3 separate regions of the Mus musculus genome follow, and all the other regions are linked to region 3. The links are chromatin contacts, called in public Micro-C maps. All regions are on one chromosome and are shown on one strand. The core of a region is the stretch at or near the end of the contact, and the rest is flanking DNA. Distances in the headings are between cores, read along the strand shown. Region 1 holds the start of Gsc (goosecoid homeobox). Region 2 holds the start of Slc24a4 (solute carrier family 24 (sodium/potassium/calcium exchanger), member 4). Region 3 holds the start of Prima1 (proline rich membrane anchor 1).

Evidence for each region. Hi-C and Micro-C count contacts between places; a contact is called where the count stands out from the background.
Region 1: a contact with region 3 is called in a Micro-C map of embryonic stem cells, with 4 times the contacts expected there. The contact joins the promoter of Gsc here to the promoter of Prima1 in region 3. A contact is called at or near these places in 2 of 484 Hi-C or Micro-C datasets (both in embryonic stem cells) and 1 of 115 datasets of contacts at active chromatin or transcription factors (embryonic stem cells).
Region 2: a Micro-C map of embryonic stem cells shows a contact between it and region 3, with 5 times the contacts expected there. The contact joins the promoter of Slc24a4 here to the promoter of Prima1 in region 3. A contact is called at or near these places in 1 of 39 promoter capture datasets (liver) and 1 of 484 Hi-C or Micro-C datasets (embryonic stem cells).

The regions. Positions count from the first base shown.
Region 1 is chr12:104,471,611-104,474,686 of GRCm38.p6, reverse strand. It overlaps Gsc (goosecoid homeobox), which reads left to right and starts at 1,451. Exons shown (of 3, transcript NM_010351.1): 1 at 1,451-1,926; 2 at 2,435-2,694; 3 at 3,041-3,076. The coding sequence starts at 1,572. It overlaps Gm10000 (a long non-coding RNA gene), which reads right to left and starts at 1,157. Exons shown (of 6, transcript XR_381874.2): 1 at 105-1,157.
Region 2 is chr12:102,127,095-102,130,500 of GRCm38.p6, reverse strand. It overlaps Slc24a4 (solute carrier family 24 (sodium/potassium/calcium exchanger), member 4), which reads right to left and starts at 1,774. Exons shown (of 17, transcript NM_001362345.1): 1 at 982-1,774. The coding sequence starts at 1,111.
Region 3 is chr12:103,240,262-103,243,416 of GRCm38.p6, reverse strand. Prima1 (proline rich membrane anchor 1) reads left to right here and starts at 1,271. Exons shown (of 5, transcript NM_133364.2): 1 at 1,271-1,342; 2 at 1,955-2,077. The coding sequence starts at 1,985.

The DNA.
Region 1 (3,076 bases), core at 202-2,701, 1.2 Mb before region 3:
AGTAGCTGGAGAGTGGCCTGCGCGATGGCGGTGCAATTCCCGGGCTGGCACCGGGACGCACGACTTTGGGCCTCTGTTTTCGTTCTGCCCAGAGGGTCGCCTACCTTCCCGCAGGTCGCCCAGCCGCCAGCGCGCAGATCTAGGCTGGCTGCGCCTCCCGCGGTTCGGCCGTGCCTCACGGAGAATCCCGCAAATCATCACGGCCGCCCGCAGTGGCCCGACTTTTGTCCAGGCCGCTGGGGTCCCCCGGAGGCCAGCGCGGGCCTGGAAGGACAGCTAGAGGCCTTTCGGAGAGCTCGCTGATTGAGAGAGGGACGCCACTCAATATGTTGAGAAAGGAGACAGGCAGTCCCGGTAGATCCCACGAGAATTAAAGCCAAAAAAATTTTTTTTGGGGGGGGGGAAGGCACCCCTTCTCCCAGACTAATAATCAAAAATACACAGAACCTATCGGCACCCACGCGGGAAGCCTCTGGAAGCATCGCTTCAGAGCGCTCCTCTGGGTGGTGAATTTTAAAGACTGGCTGAATTTGCTCTTCACTGGTGTGTTAGGAGCTAGGGAGAGTCAGGGTAGTTTTCAGACCCAGAGTGACCGCTTTAAGAAGAAGAAGAAGAAAAAAGACAACTTGTACGAAGGCGGACGCGTTTCTACTTTCATGGTTTTTGCTCTGAGAAAATTTGGCTTTCGCAAAAACAAAAGATTTTGGGAAAGAGACGGAGGGGGGGGTGGAGAAGTGAAATTAGGCAGTGAGTTCACGGGGTAGGGGGTTGGCTGCGGGGGGGGGGCACTTTCAGTCTTAGTTGAGGGAGGACACAGCCACCCTCATTTCTTAAAAGCAAACAGATTCCGAAAGAGAGTAAAAAGTAGTCCTAAAGTAAAATTAGCCACAATGAATTTGAGCTACAACCATAGGAAATCGCACCCCATAATAGAGAGAAAAGGGTCGGGGCGGAGAGGTCGGCGGCGGAGTTGTTAACGGCGGCAGGACAATAGTATTAATAAGATTAACCTGGGCAATTAGGCCGCCCGCCCAGCAAGGCCGGGGCCGCGCCGGGGCTGCCGAATGGAAAAGATTAGGTTAATTTCATTAATTCTCAATCCACAATCTTTTTCAGGCCCTGTGGCCCCCCTCCTCTTGGCATCTCTCCCCCTCCCCTGCAAGCGCCCCCCGCCCACCCCCACCTCCCCATTCCACACCACCCAAAGGAAAAGAAAAGGACCAAATCTGGTTCTGTTTGTCATCTGCATATTACCAGGAACTAAATCCAGGATGACGTCGACTCAGTATAAAACCAACAAGAGGTTGAGCCGGTCGGAGCTGCGTCCTACCCGCGGGTTGAGTTCAGCTAGGCGGCGGCGAGGGGAGGAGAGGGCGGGAGGAGGGAGTTCGGACGCAGGGGGCGGGGAGGGGCGCGAGTTGCGCGCTCGCCCGCGCTCTCTTTCGGTTTGCTCGCCCGCGGGAGCAGAGAGTGGGACAATTCCCAACCCCCACCCCAAACAACACCACTTGGAGACTTCTTCTTCTTCGGCGCGTCCCCGCCGCCCCCCGGTCCCGACGCGGGGCTCGGGGATGCCCGCCAGCATGTTCAGCATCGACAACATCCTGGCCGCCCGGCCGCGCTGCAAAGACGCGGTGCTCCCGGTGGCGCCCAGCGCCGCGGCTCCGGTGGTCTTCCCGGCTCTACACGGGGACTCGCTCTACGGCGCCGGCGGCGGCACCTCCTCGGACTACGGCGCCTTCTACCCGCGCCCTGTGGCCCCCGGAGGCGCGGGCCTCCCGGCCGCGGTCGGCAGCTCCCGCCTGGGCTACAACAGCTACTTCTACGGGCAGCTGCACGTGCAGGCGGCGCCCGTGGGCCCGGCTTGCTGCGGGGCTGTGCCGCCGCTGGGCGCCCAGCAGTGCTCCTGCGTCCCGACGCCCCCAGGTAGGGTCGCGATCGCTCGCGAGCCGGCCTTCGCCACTGCGGCAGTCGGTGGCTGCCGGGGCATGGACGCGCGGTTTGCTTGCTTTACTCACCTGGCACCAACTTTCTCCCTTTGCAAGCCTTCCCCGTTCTCCCATTTATTTATTTATCTTTTACTTTTAATTAATTAATATATTTTTGGGTCACCGGGTACGGGGACTTTGCATACGTCTACTGTAAACTTTAGGTTAGAGTTTAAAAAGCCGAGTCACCGGGAGTCTCGGGGCGACTCCACGCGCGCGCGGGAATGAAGTGAGGACGCGGGGAGATTCTAAAGTGCCTGAACTGGCTTTTGGATGTGTGCAGGCAGACGCTCCTTCCACGTCTGGGCATCCCTGGTCTCGGTGCCCCCCAAAGACATAGCGCCCCTTGCAGACTTTTTTTATTTTTAAGTGAGCGAGGGCAGCGAGCGGGTTGGCTTACGGTGCCGAGGGAGGATGACTGACTCCCGTCCCTCTCTCTGTCGCAGGCTACGAGGGCCCCGGTTCTGTACTGGTGTCTCCGGTGCCGCACCAGATGCTGCCCTACATGAACGTGGGCACGCTGTCGCGCACTGAGCTGCAGCTGCTCAACCAGCTGCACTGTCGGCGGAAGCGGCGGCACCGCACCATCTTCACCGATGAGCAGCTCGAAGCCCTGGAGAACCTCTTCCAGGAGACGAAGTACCCAGACGTGGGCACTCGGGAGCAGCTGGCCAGGAAGGTGCACCTTCGGGAGGAGAAGGTGGAGGTAGGCAAGAGCCCCAGCGGGGGTGGGCTGGGGTGGGGGCGTCTAGCGGTCCTTCCCTGCACGCGGCTTTTGCCGGGTCCTCCTTTGGGATGTGGCCACTCTAAGAGCATCCCAGAGGCTGTGGCCTGGAGGCTGCCCGAGGGTACTTTAGGCCCAAGAAGGAAAAGAGGAAGCGTGGAGGGTGCTTCTCCTTTTGTTGGTCTTGAGCACAGCGATTGCCTGCGGATTTCTCCCTGCCAGGCTAAGGTTCCACGGTCAGGCTGTCCCCTGGCCACGCGGGGCCACCCGGTGCCCTGGTGTCGGTGGGCAGCAGCCTTTAGGTCACCACTGTTTGGTTGCGCAACAGGTCTGGTTTAAGAACCGCCGAGCCAAGTGGAGACGA
Region 2 (3,406 bases), core at 525-3,024, 1.1 Mb after region 3:
AGCCACTCTCTAGCCTTCTACCCCCCCAAATCACAGTCTGGGTATTGAAAGAGAGTGATGTCTCTTTTTCTGTTTAAAAATTTAACCAGGTTTCACTTGTTTTTAACGTCGCTGTACCGATCTCTTAATGATCCCAAGATACTATGTTAATGGCCTCACTAACCACTCAAAAAAGATGCCCTCCTCCTGTGCCTCTGGCTAGGTTAACAACATTTATTTCACGGGGGGGGGGGGTGTCACCCCAAATGTTAACAGCACTAGTTCTGAAATATCTAGGCACTAAACATTCTTTAAAGGCTAAACACGAGCCCAAATCACCCCGAAATAAATATTTCATAAGTTTCTTCTCTTTCCCCACTCCGTCTGAAATTTGCATGTCTTAACAGACTCCCAGGTCGCCTTCTGCTTGGAGGAGCGTGGATCATGGCTATGCACGCCAGCCCTCCCTCTCCGTGGGGATTAAGCAGAGTTGAGTGAAGGGATGCTGGAACATGGCAGCAATCTCCCACGGGGACAGACTGCCCCCGCTCCGTTTAGGTTTGGGGAAGACCAAGCATTTGGATCAGAGCAGGTGCAAGGAGGAGAGCAGAGACTAAGCCTGAGAATTTGGGTCTCTGAGGGATGGAGCACAGCTTTGCAGAACAGAAAAGGGGGCTGCTCAGTTTCACACATCCTAAAGCGGGAGACTCTACCCCTGGGCTGCCATGAGTTGCCCATTACCCGCACACTCCAGGGACAGAGGTGGTGCAGGCTTTGATCCCAATAGCACACCTACAACTACGTCCGGAACCCCCAGGGAGCTTGAGCAGTTCGGCAGAACGTCGCCACAGTCCAGCTCGAGGCTCAGCACTCCTGGGTGAGCACTGCCCGCTGAGCGGGAAGGGAAAACCCTGGGGACCAATCTGACAGAGAAGAAGCTGGAGCTGTCAGAGCTCAAGCCCCCCAACTCCTCCAGCGGAAAACATCCTTTCCCACACCTACCCAAGCTTCCAAAGAGGCCGGAGGCACAGCACACCAGGGCCAGCACAGCGCACACGAAGCCAACTTGCTGCGGCAGCATCTCTCGCCTCCGGCGAACTTTGCTCTGCCGGATGAGTCCACGGAGAGCCATCTCCGTACGCCCCGCGCCCCTGGAAGAAGATCCCGAGCTTCAAGGGTTGGAGCGCTGTCTGTGGCCCAGCGGCGTTGGGGCTGCAGCGGGGCGATGCGTAGCTCAGAGGCAAGGGGCTCTGGGAGATAGCTTCATGGTCCGCGAACAAGGCAGTCACGGGGAGATCGGATGGGAATACCAGAGGAGGGGGAGCAATGCACGGCCGGAGCTCAGAGTTCCGCGCGGGGCGTGCGCGCTGCTCGCACCATGACTCCGTGGCGAGGAGACGACGCCTGCACGGTGGCGCTGGCGGCCCTGCTTGTCGGCTTGGCGCAGTCCGGGCGCTTGGAGCCGCTACCTGCCCACTGCTCTTCAGCGCGCTCGGAGTCCGCCGGGAGCAATCAGTGCTTGGCGAGCGCCCCCGCGCCCCGCGCCGCCGCGCCCACTCGCAGCATCCTCCTCGTCCAAGTTTAGCCCCGGCCGCCCCGGCTGCCCGCCTGCGAGGCTCCTCTGCTTCTCTCGGAAAGCAGGGCCCTGGCAGCTAAGTGCGTGCAGAAGGACCGCGCGCAGCACTCTCAGAACTCAAGACCCTCTCGGCCAGTGGCCGCAGTTTGGGCCCTCCCGCGGGCGAACTGTCCCGGGAACTTTCTCTCTGGCTCTTAGGCGGCCAGAGCCTGTGTCTGCGAGGCCGTGGCGCCTCCCGCAAGCTGCTCTCGCCTCCCTACTCCTCCCCTCCCGCCTGCCCGCCTCTCATCCCCCCCCCCTCCCCTGCACGTGTACACCTCCCCTAGGGCGCTCGCCCAGTGCGCTTCTCCCTTCCCCCAAGAGAGGCTCAACTACTGACCAATATAATCCCCTTTCCTTGCCTCCCTCCAAACCCCTTCCTCTCTCTCTCTCTAACCCTACGGAGCCAAAATGAGTCCTCAGCTTCTTGTGATTGCTATAAGGTGGAACAGGTTATGGCATCACCAAGGACTCTCAGAACCAGGGTTTCTGTAGGGCTCTCACACGGGTCCTGGCTCCCCGAGACCCCCTACCCCCCGCAGCGACCCAAGGCGGTCACCACTACCACCCGGAGGTCTCCAATGCACAAGTAGCTTAATTGCTAGCTCAGTGCTAAGAAACAGGCTTGCACCAAGCCAACCGACGCCCGCCGGGACCAGTTCCTGCCAGGCTCTCTGGGTAACCTAGGGACCTGTGTGGCGGGGGCGCAACACCGACCTACGAAATGCTGGTAATCTGACAGAGGGAGAAACCCCGCAGTTCTGCGGCTCTGCTGCCAACAGTTGGGAGCTTTTGATGTTTTGCAACCTCACAGCTTCGCAAGGCTTTCTGGTTTGGGTTTGTTTTTCCACCTCTCTTACTTTCGGCTCTCTAGTGTAAGCCGCTTTTAAAATGTGGGCGCAGTGAAATTTCCGAAGAGCAGTGGAGGTGTCATCCAGACGCAAATAAGTGGAGGGGACCTCTATCAGGAAGGATCTCTAACTCAGACTTCCCTGTCGGTTTTCTATCCTGTGCTGATTTAGGGGTTAACTCCTCTTAAAACCATTTTTGGATCAAAGCCAACTGTGTTTAATTAAATAAATACATACCCGCCATTTGTGAGCTCTGTGCCAAGTGCCATCCAGCCAAGAAACAAAACAACAACAACAACAACAACAACAACAACAACGTGTATTAAGACCCAATGTCTGCTTTCAAGGAACCCTGAACTAAAGGGGGGCCTGTCCCTCAGATGCTAAGTGGGATTCTCAAAGTGTTTTGCTCTGAGCGCCAAACATTCCCTTGCTGCTCATTAGGCTACGGGGTGGTCCACAGCAGCCAAGTCATTGCCTGGGAGTATAGGAGACAGGCAGGTTGCACATTTAAATCTACTCTTAGACCTACTGAGCTAAAATGTGCATTTTTAACCAGATTCCCTAGAGATCTTGAGCATAGTCAAGTGTGAGGACTTCCCTTCTGGGGACTGTCCCAAATGCCTCCTCTAGCTGGCCACTACCAGCAAGGTTCCTTTGTACTTCTTAGGCAAGCAGAGGGACACAGGTAAGAAGTGCCCAGAAAGCTGGGGTGGGGGCGGGGTGGGGTGCCATTGTTTGCAGCATCTTCATTTCTTTTTTTTTTTTTAAGATTTATTTATTTTATGTATGTGAGTACACTGTTGCTGTCTTCAGACACTCCAGAAGAGGACGTCAGATCTCATTACAGATGGTTGTGAGCCACCATGTGGTTGCTGGGAATTGAACTCAGGACCTCTGGAAGAGCAGCCAGTGCTCTTAACCTCTGAGCCATCTCTCCAGCCCCAGCATCTTCATTTCT
Region 3 (3,155 bases), core at 22-2,521:
AGCCTCCGGTTCTCTTACCTAACCCCAGGCAGAATTGCCCAGCTCTTTGCGACTTTGACTGGAATGGTCACACCCCCACCTCCAGGGAACATCAATCAGAGCATTTAATAAAGCGCTATCACCAGATGAGCAGGGCGCCTGCGTGGCGCCTGGGAAGGCTCCTGTAGGAAGGAGCAGCATGCAGCTTGTTTGAACGAGATGCAACCAGCTCCTTCCTGAAGAACCGACTTGTTGATAATCTTGCATCAAACAGGAGTTTGTGGATAGTGGAGGAAAAGTCCTGGGGAGAAGGCTTTCCCTGAAATGTCACAACTCCCCCTAAGACACAGCGGAGTTAATAGAGAGGTCCCGAGGTCATGATTGCCAAATGGAGGGAGGTCAGGCACATTGCTTTGGAGGGCTAGCCAGCACCATCCTAGCTCAGCACACACAGGGGAAAGGGGGCGCCGCTATGATAGTGTACAGACGGGGTCCCCACTAGTCAGACCTTACTACCACCTTCCCGCAGCCTGGGGGATGAACTTGAGGGAAGGGCAAGCAGAAGCAGGTTGCCACTGTCACTGGGAGTCCTCGGCCTCTAGGGTGAATAAATAAATTATTAAGCGCCCAATACACAATAGCCTCGCTAGATGGAGACGAGGAATCACTGCAGCGGCGCTGGCGGCCGCGGCAGCGGGGAGCGCGGGCGGGAGTGCAGCCCGGGAGGGAGGCGGGCGAGGCTCTGGCTCCGCTCACGTCTGTTTTCCTTTTTCGTGCATTATTTATTTCGCCTCCGCCCGCGGCCCTGCTGCCGGAGCGGGTGCTCCGGGCCGGCGCCTCTCGCCCGCTGCCTCCCGCGGGCCCCGGGCACCCTGCGCCCCGGGCAGCCGCTCGGCGCCACCAGGAAGGGCGGGGACCGGGGCGGCGCAGGGACCCGTGGCTGGGCTGAAGGAGGACTCCTGCGGCCCGCTCGCGGAGGACCCGAGGACACTTTCCCCACCCTCTGCCTGGGCTGCCCGACCTCGGAAGTGGCCGCCTTTCCCGGCCCGCGCGCGGCCAAGCGGAGCCTGGAGCTCCGTGCGAGTGCGCCGCGCCCCGGTCTCCCAGATCAGCTGCCCTGGAGGCCCAAGCAGCGCGCAAACTTTTGCTCCAGCGCCCCGCGCTCGTCCTCTGCAAGTGAAGCCCCCGAGCGCGCGCGCAGCCGCCAGGGTGAGCTTAGAGGCCCCGCCTAGAGGGCGGGGGACTGGGGAGGCGGCTGGCTTTAAATGGGGGCCGTCCGGCTGCTGAGAGCAGAGCTGCTGTGGGGGCAACCCTGACCTCCCTTCTCCGTGTCGACGATCGGTGGGGGTCGCCACCAGGCAAGGTGGCGTGAGGCATCGGAGGGGTGCGGGCGGTGATGGGGGCGTGCAGGAAAACCTACGCCTGCCCGGGAACAGGAGCTGGGGTTTGGGCGGCAAATGGGGGCACGTACGGAGGTGCCTATGAGACAGTGTGCGCACTGAAGTCCCTGGGGCAGAAAGACTACATGCAGCGAGTGATTTGGTGGTACTGTGCAAGCAGAGTCAAGTGTGCGGACGGGAGTCGGTGGCGGTGCATGGGGGTCACAGTGCGTGCGCGCGCAGAGTGAGTGATTCACTCTGGGTTTGAAGCGTACTCCTAGTCAGAGTTGTGCATGGCCGTTTCTGGGTTTGTATGAGGTTCAATAAGTGTGTTTGGATGTTTCTGGGGGTGTGCACGGGATCAAGGTGTGCATGCGGTATTCTGAAGGGGAGGGGGTGTGCTCCAGGATAGGTAGGTGTGAGTTCTGGGAAGCACCGAGAGTCAGCAAGTGTGTGCGCACTGGAAGGAAGATGAAGACTTGCTTTGCGCAGGTGCCCCAAAGTGCGGGGCAAGTGAGTCCTCATCGAGTTGGTTCTTGAATTGGTGCTATGGTTTATGCAGTGTCCACCTGACTCAAGCCTTGCTCCCTTGACAGTTAGCTCACCAGTGGGCGCCGCAGGCCGAGATGCTACTCCGGGACCTGGTGCTGCGCCATGGCTGCTGCTGGCCCTCACTTCTGCTGCACTGTGCGCTGCACCCACTCTGGGGTTTAGTTCAGGTGAGAAGCGGGCAGAGGCCTCCTGGGAAGGGGGTAGGGTCACTTCAGAGCTCCCCCTACAGCCACCTACTGAGTGGTCTTGGGGATACTTGGGGAGGAAGAAAAACTGGTCAAGTATAACATGCTCTGACCCTGAAAAAAAATAAGAAACTTTGCAAAGAGTCTCAGTTGTGGCCTAAGGCCTGCAGTACTGAATGAACGTGATATAGGAAGGTGCTAAGACCTCATAGTGAACTCTACTGCAGCTTTTATGGAAAGAAACAAACTTATAAACAAACAAACAACAATACCAAAAAAAACCCAACCCCCCCCCAAAAAAAAAATCCCACAGTGGTGCCTTGTTTCCTACCAGATTCGACCCCTAAACTTCAAATTAGCCTTCCAACTAACTGTCTCCAACCTGGGGTAAGGGCTGTGTTTCTTCTAAGTGGTGGCTGGGGAGGTGGATGGTGACCCACGATTCATGCAAAACACAGTCTGTCAAGACTGCTGGAGGACAAACCCTCACCTTTGACCTCCCAGTCTTCAGGACAGAGACCAAGCCCCCACTAACTCCAGTTACTCGAGGTGATTGGATGGGATGTTCTCTAGTCCTGCCCTTAAACCCCCGTTGACCAGTCCTTTACCAGCAAGGTGACTAAACAAGAAACTTAAGGTCTGATCCTGGTTTTCTCCTTCCTGCTTGTTATGGGGCCAGTACTTGTTTGCTTGATACATCACCTGGACCCCAGGAAACATGGTTAGTAGCTGTCCTTGCTGTTGCTGGGGTGTGAGATGTTACATCCACTGGGCAGAGACACTCCCTGGCTTCCATGACTCTCTAGAGGCATCCCACCATTAGCTCAGGCCAAGGTTTCTACTTTCTCTGCTCTGGCCAGCCTCTGGCTTATGATTGTGTTATTTAAATGTACTGTGTGTTCTCGGGAATCGGGGATGTCATTTCTCAACACTTGGACCATTGAGACAAGGTCCTTTTGTTCAACTTCTAGCTGAGCCCCATTGCAGAGTTCACCTGTCTGTGTACCCAGGTGCCTAGTTCTCTGTCTTCCCAAAACCTTTCAGCTAGGACTGAGAGAGG